Linked DNA regions of Mus musculus: region 1 is linked to region 2. A link is a contact called in public promoter capture Hi-C data. All regions are on one chromosome and are shown on one strand. The core of a region is the stretch at or near the end of the contact, and the rest is flanking DNA. Distances in the headings are between cores, read along the strand shown.

Region 1 (2,700 bases), core at 37-2,536, 290 kb before region 2:
GTTGCTTCACACTGGTCAGGAGCAGTTTTACATTCTGACCACGCAAGTGGTTCATTACTGTTTTTGTCCTGTCCGTGATCCAGCACTGAGATGCCTGAAACTGTGTTTCTGAATTGAGAACAAACTCCGAGCCAGCCGATGAAAACTGAGGCTGGAGGATTTCTGTTACTATCACCATCCTAATGTCACCATCTGCTGGGCAGTACATAGAAAAGTCCCTGGGAAGCACAAGGCCATCTATGATTCTAGAATCTGAAACAGGAAGGCCTGTCACGCCAACATTCAACTCTGCAAAACAGTGATCCAACAACTCAAATACTTCAACCCCACTTTCACAAGCCATACACTTGAAAACGTAGTCACACATCAACTGTGAAATGAATCTGTGATTGTTTCTTCCCACTCTTCCACAAAAGTATGCTTCCAGGAGCAACTCTAGCGAGTGCCTGCACAGTTTTCTTCCTTCAGTGGATGAAGAAAAGACAGACAGGTAGTGCCTGCTTAAACTCCGGTCTACAATACAACCTAGGGTTTGTGTCTGAAACGTTTGCAGAGCCTGGGAAATAGATTTCCACTGACAACAGTTTTTCCAATGCCTTTCATGGCTCTGAATATTTTCAGAAGTGAATGAATCTTTTCCTTTTTCTCCGATTGCATGAAGTCCTCTGAGTAAATGGCAAAGAAAAATAATAAATGTCTTAGCACCATCTCCTGTCTTTTTAAGGTGACTGGAAACACACGCCACTATCATCCTGTATAGGAAGGGAAAAAAATAACTCAGATTTTCTGGGTTAAATCCACATTTTCATAGCTATAAGGCACACAGATTGTCCTTTTGACATATAGGCTTTGCTTTACTTTTCCTTTAACTACTTCATTCAGGGATGGGGAAAGAGTAAGAAGTGTTCTGTGCACGTGATGAGGTTTGGGGCTCGGGACTAGTAGTTTGGGCAGCTCTCTGATGTCTACACTGGTTTTATCCAGGTCCACGGCCTCAGGATGGGATGGGAGATTGAGGGAGATGCGCGCCTAGTGGAGGGCAGGAGAAGTGAGGTACCTGGCTAAGGGATGCTCTAAGTGCAGCGCCTCCAGGAGGCAGCCTCCATCCCTGCTAAGCAGCACCTCGCCGGTGGGCTTCGTACACAACACTTGGCCGCCCTCGGGCCCCACGCAGCGGTTCGCGATGCTCTCCAGCACCTCGGCCACCCGCAAAGCCGCCGTCACCGACCCCTGGGACGCCATGGGTAAGGAACCACGGGTAACGCTTCCGTTAGGTCAGGCCCGCAGAAGGGCGGAAACGGAAGAGGCGGGGAAAACGGCGGAAGAGCAGTAGCTTTGGCATCGATTGGCGGAAGAGCTCTATGCCCCTCGGTGGGGTGGAGCCCCGCCAGCGGTGGGCGGAGACTCGAGTGGTCCTGGGACGTCCTTACTTTCCTGGTTCACGTCCCGCGGGCCTCCCTGGCCACTGCAACCGCTAGGTCTCTGCAGGGAAGGGCTCGGGCTCGGGGGCGTGATTACCGCCCCATCTCGAGCTTACTTCTCTAGTGCCCCTGCCGTGTAGTTTGCTCTCCTTGCCTTCAAGCAAACGGTTTTAGAATGCAGGGCAGGCGGAGAGAGCTTGGGCATAGCCATTTCTAGGCTCGTGGCTTCCGCTGGGGTGTGCTACCTTGTGTGTGTTCAGGTATGGACGAAACCCCACCTAGTTAAACCACTTGAGCAGAAGTAGATGTTTGCCTTTTATTCACATCGATGATCAATTGTATTTGTCATTTGTACTGTATACCATCCCAAAGCAGAAATGTTTCACCCAGTAAAACACAAAGGCTTTAGGGAGCGCACGAGCGCTGGATTCATAGCTAAAGGGCTTCTTTCAGCCAGAGACCATCTGTCTCTGCTTTCCTCATTTAAAACAAACAAGTTGGTAAAACAAAACAAAACAAACAAAACCAAAAAAACCTTTAAAGTTCCGAGGTGGATAAGTTAGTTTTTGTACTGTTTCTAACTCGAAGTACAGCCAAGTATTTGTCATTTACTCACAAAATTCTCATGGTGGATCATTACCCAGGCTGTCATACCCACAAGAAATGAATGCAGAACAAAGCTGTCAATGTTAGCAGGAAAGTGATCTTGTAGATAGATATTCAATGACGTTTAACACTGACAGCAGTGTCCTTACCCCACACGGGCAAGAGGATTCTGAGGGACAAGTTAGAATGAGGTGAAAGGAAGACAAAATCATGAGTAAAGCCTTCCTGAGGTTTCCTCAATAACTCAGTAGTAAACGACCGGGAGGAGAACAGCATTTCAGTGTCTAATGATACTGCTTCAGTGTTTTTTCTTGGTTGCATTCATCACTGGACATTATCTTTAGACTGAAATAGTGGGATATTTCAAACATTTAAACAGTACAATCAAGTGCACTGTGTAGTCGTGATTCAGGAGGCTTTTACCTGAGAAAGACAGACCGCCTTTATTCTTACTGTGTAGTTTTTGGGGTCATTTAGATATGCTGAGCCTCATCTTTAATGTATAAAATATGTATAAACTCCACTTATTTTAAAAGAATATAAAGTATCAAGTAAAACATATATTAGAGATTGTCAAAATTCCTGTCAAGCCTGTACCCATCTTTTTCACACACACAATAAAAAATAAGAGGATTAATTTAGTACATTATGCATTAATACATTATATCAAGAG
Region 2 (2,700 bases), core at 52-2,551:
AGACAGGCAGCGCCAAAGAGACCGCTTCTTTCCCCCCACCAGAAGCAGCTATAAAATAGCATATTCATCCTTTTTCTGAGTGATTACTGCCCGTTTACCGACGAATACTAGGTCTACTTTGCCGTTTTCATTTGTTACTGGGAGAGCACAGTATTGAACGGACCTAGCCTCGTGATCTCGTCCAATGCCTTGTTACTCCTGGTTTTTCCTCACCTCCTCAGAATCGATTATGTCCAATCCAGAACCGATCTCAGCTCTCCCCAGACCCTCCTCAGATTCTTTTGGCGGGAATATAAACCTTACAAAGGGGTTTCCTCTTCCATGCCCCATCCTTTTTTCCTCTGACGTGCCTTCCTCCCGATCTACCAGTAAATCTGGCTTTGTCCGACTGCAGGTTTTTTCCCCTCTGGTGATCTTTGGCTGATTTGGCTTTGACAGGGGACTGGTTAGTATCAGAATCTCTAATCAGATCGCTCTTTGCTAAATGTTCCCTGGCGCTGTAGAGATTTACAATCCCTAGTAGCCCAAACCAGAAACAAATCCTTTCTGCAATTGTTCCATCAGCCCCCTCCCAACCCCAATATCCTCTTAAAGCCGGCTTTAATCATTTTTATCTGGGTCACACTCTAGAGCTTTCATTTTAAAAAGGTTTCACTTTTGAATCCCCGGGTCCCTATTAAAATGCAGCAGATGGGAAAGTGTGGGGCTTTGACCTTGTCAAAAGCAAGGATTTTAAAAAAAAATGCCCTAGCTCAATCGCAAAGAGGGCATCACACAACAAAAGCTTTTTCAAGGAAGCCAATTTTTTTTTTTTTTTTTTTTGTCCTTGCTTCTCCCGGTGTCCCCGAGGCACAGGTGCGGAGGCGAGGAGAACGCATCCTTGCTCTCCCAGGGTCACACCCTAAGCCCTTCCAGCCCTTGGAAGGCTCGGGACCCTGCCCTGCGCGGCTCTGGATCTCCGTCTTGTGTCGCGCGCGGCCTTTCCCGGGTGGCCGGAGCCGAGGAGCAGCAGCAGCAGCAGCAGCAGCATCGGCCTCCGACCGGGACCCGCCCCCGGGCCGCGGCGCCCACGCCCAACGCGGTCCGCTGCCCCGGCGCAGTGCAGCAGAGAGCACACTCCAGCCCCGGGCCGGGTCGGGCCGGGCCGGCGCACGCGCATCGGGACCCGCGCCCTCCGCGGCGGGAGGGGCTGAGGGGGCGTCCCGGGGGCTCGGAGGGAAGAGGAGGTGGCGGCGGTGGCGGTGGCGCCGCGTCGCCCTCATCCGGGCTCGCGCTCGCCCTCGCGCTCGCCCTCCGCCTTGCCGAGCCCCGCGAGGCTGAAACGCTTTCTCCCAGCATGCAGCGGGAGGAGGGATTTAACACCAAGATGGCGGACGGCCCGGATGAGTACGAGACCGAAACGGGCTGCGTGCCCCTTCTCCACCCGGAGGTGAGGGACGGCGCCGAGCGCCTTCCCGGGACCCTGCGGTCCCGCGGCCTCGCTCCCTCAGCCTCGCCCGGGGCGGCGGCCGAGGCGTCCGGCGCGGTGACCTGTGGCGGGACCCCGGGGGAGGCTGAAGAAAGCGAGTCCAGGCCCGAGCGCGGCGGCGAGCGAGCGGATAACGGGGGAGGAGATAGCGGGGCGGGCCCGGCCGGGGCGGGCTCTGGGACGCCGTCCCTGGCGGTGCCTGGAGGACAGAGGTGGGGATGGCGATGGTCCTGTGGTGTCGCCGCGCTGCCTGCGGGTGCAGGGGCGACGGGGGCCTGCTGACACTTTGGAACCTCGGCCGGAGCCCCTGGTCTCGCTCCAAGCCTCCCCAGGCAGGGGAGGCAGCCGATCTGCTGTTTGGTTTTAACTCTCTCCTCGTCCCCTCTTTCTCGGTGGCGGATGACACGACCCTTCCCATCAGTTCACTCGTTCCCCGGGGATCGTAGTTTTCCTGGGCAAAGTGATGTCCTTCCAGATTATGCCATAGCAACCAGCTCGCCGCTGGGGACAGCGAATTTCGGGGTGTGTTTGCCCTTAGGCTATTAAAAAGAAAAGAAAAGAAAACAACAAAAAAACAAAAAGAGAGAGGGTCTGAACTTTGGCGAATAAACGCACGCACCCATTAGCTTGTCACAAAGTAGCGCTGTTTGGGGACTGTCAGGGAGGGTAGACAGCGCAACACGTTTCCCACCGTTTTTTCTTTTGTATCTCCTGGACGGGAACAGTTTTCTCTGCCGGAGCCGTCAGGTTCTGCCCGTTGTTTACCTCCCAGTTTGTAGCTGAGTTTGTGTTTAGTAAAGGCCTGGAAGCAATTCTTTGTGTATCCAGGTTTGTTGATTATTATTATTATTATTATTATTATTATTATTATTATCATCGGTGCACGGTGAGATGCGGGGAGGGCAGGAAAGTGTAGCGCAGCTTCCTGCAGAACTCAGGTCGTGTTTTGAGGTTGAGAATGGTGTCCAGATCCGTGGTGTTCGAATAAACGTGGTTACTTTGCATTCGATTGATTTTATTTCTTCCTGGCTTTTGTGTCTTGTTTTTTTTTTTTTAATTGTAAATACAAAGGACCACTTTCGTATTAATACCCTATTATCTCTTAACTTGATCATACACACACACACACACACACACACACACACACACACACATACACACACACACACAAACTGAGACAGTTTCTTAGAAATATATGCTGAGACAAGTCTCATTAGAAAAGACTGTTTTGG

Evidence for each region. Promoter capture Hi-C pulls out the DNA fragments that hold promoters and counts their contacts.
Region 1: a contact with region 2 is called in a promoter capture Hi-C map of erythroid cells, with 5 times the contacts expected there. The contact joins the promoter of Bbs10 here to the promoter of Zdhhc17 in region 2. A contact is called at or near these places in 3 of 39 promoter capture datasets (erythroid cells, hippocampal neurons and pre-B cells), 3 of 484 Hi-C or Micro-C datasets (B cells, CD4 T cells and natural killer cells), 4 of 115 datasets of contacts at active chromatin or transcription factors (astrocytes, bone marrow-derived macrophages, effector CD8 T cells and 1 more) and 1 of 9 other capture datasets (adipose tissue).

What each region holds. Positions count from the first base shown.
Region 1 is chr10:111,297,265-111,299,964 of GRCm38.p6, reverse strand. It overlaps Bbs10 (Bardet-Biedl syndrome 10 (human)), which reads right to left and starts at 1,286. Exons shown (of 2, transcript NM_027914.1): 1 at 1,058-1,286; 2 at 1-752. The coding sequence starts at 1,242.
Region 2 is chr10:111,008,667-111,011,366 of GRCm38.p6, reverse strand. Zdhhc17 (zinc finger, DHHC domain containing 17) reads left to right here and starts at 1,301. Exons shown (of 17, transcript NM_172554.2): 1 at 1,301-1,429. The coding sequence starts at 1,337.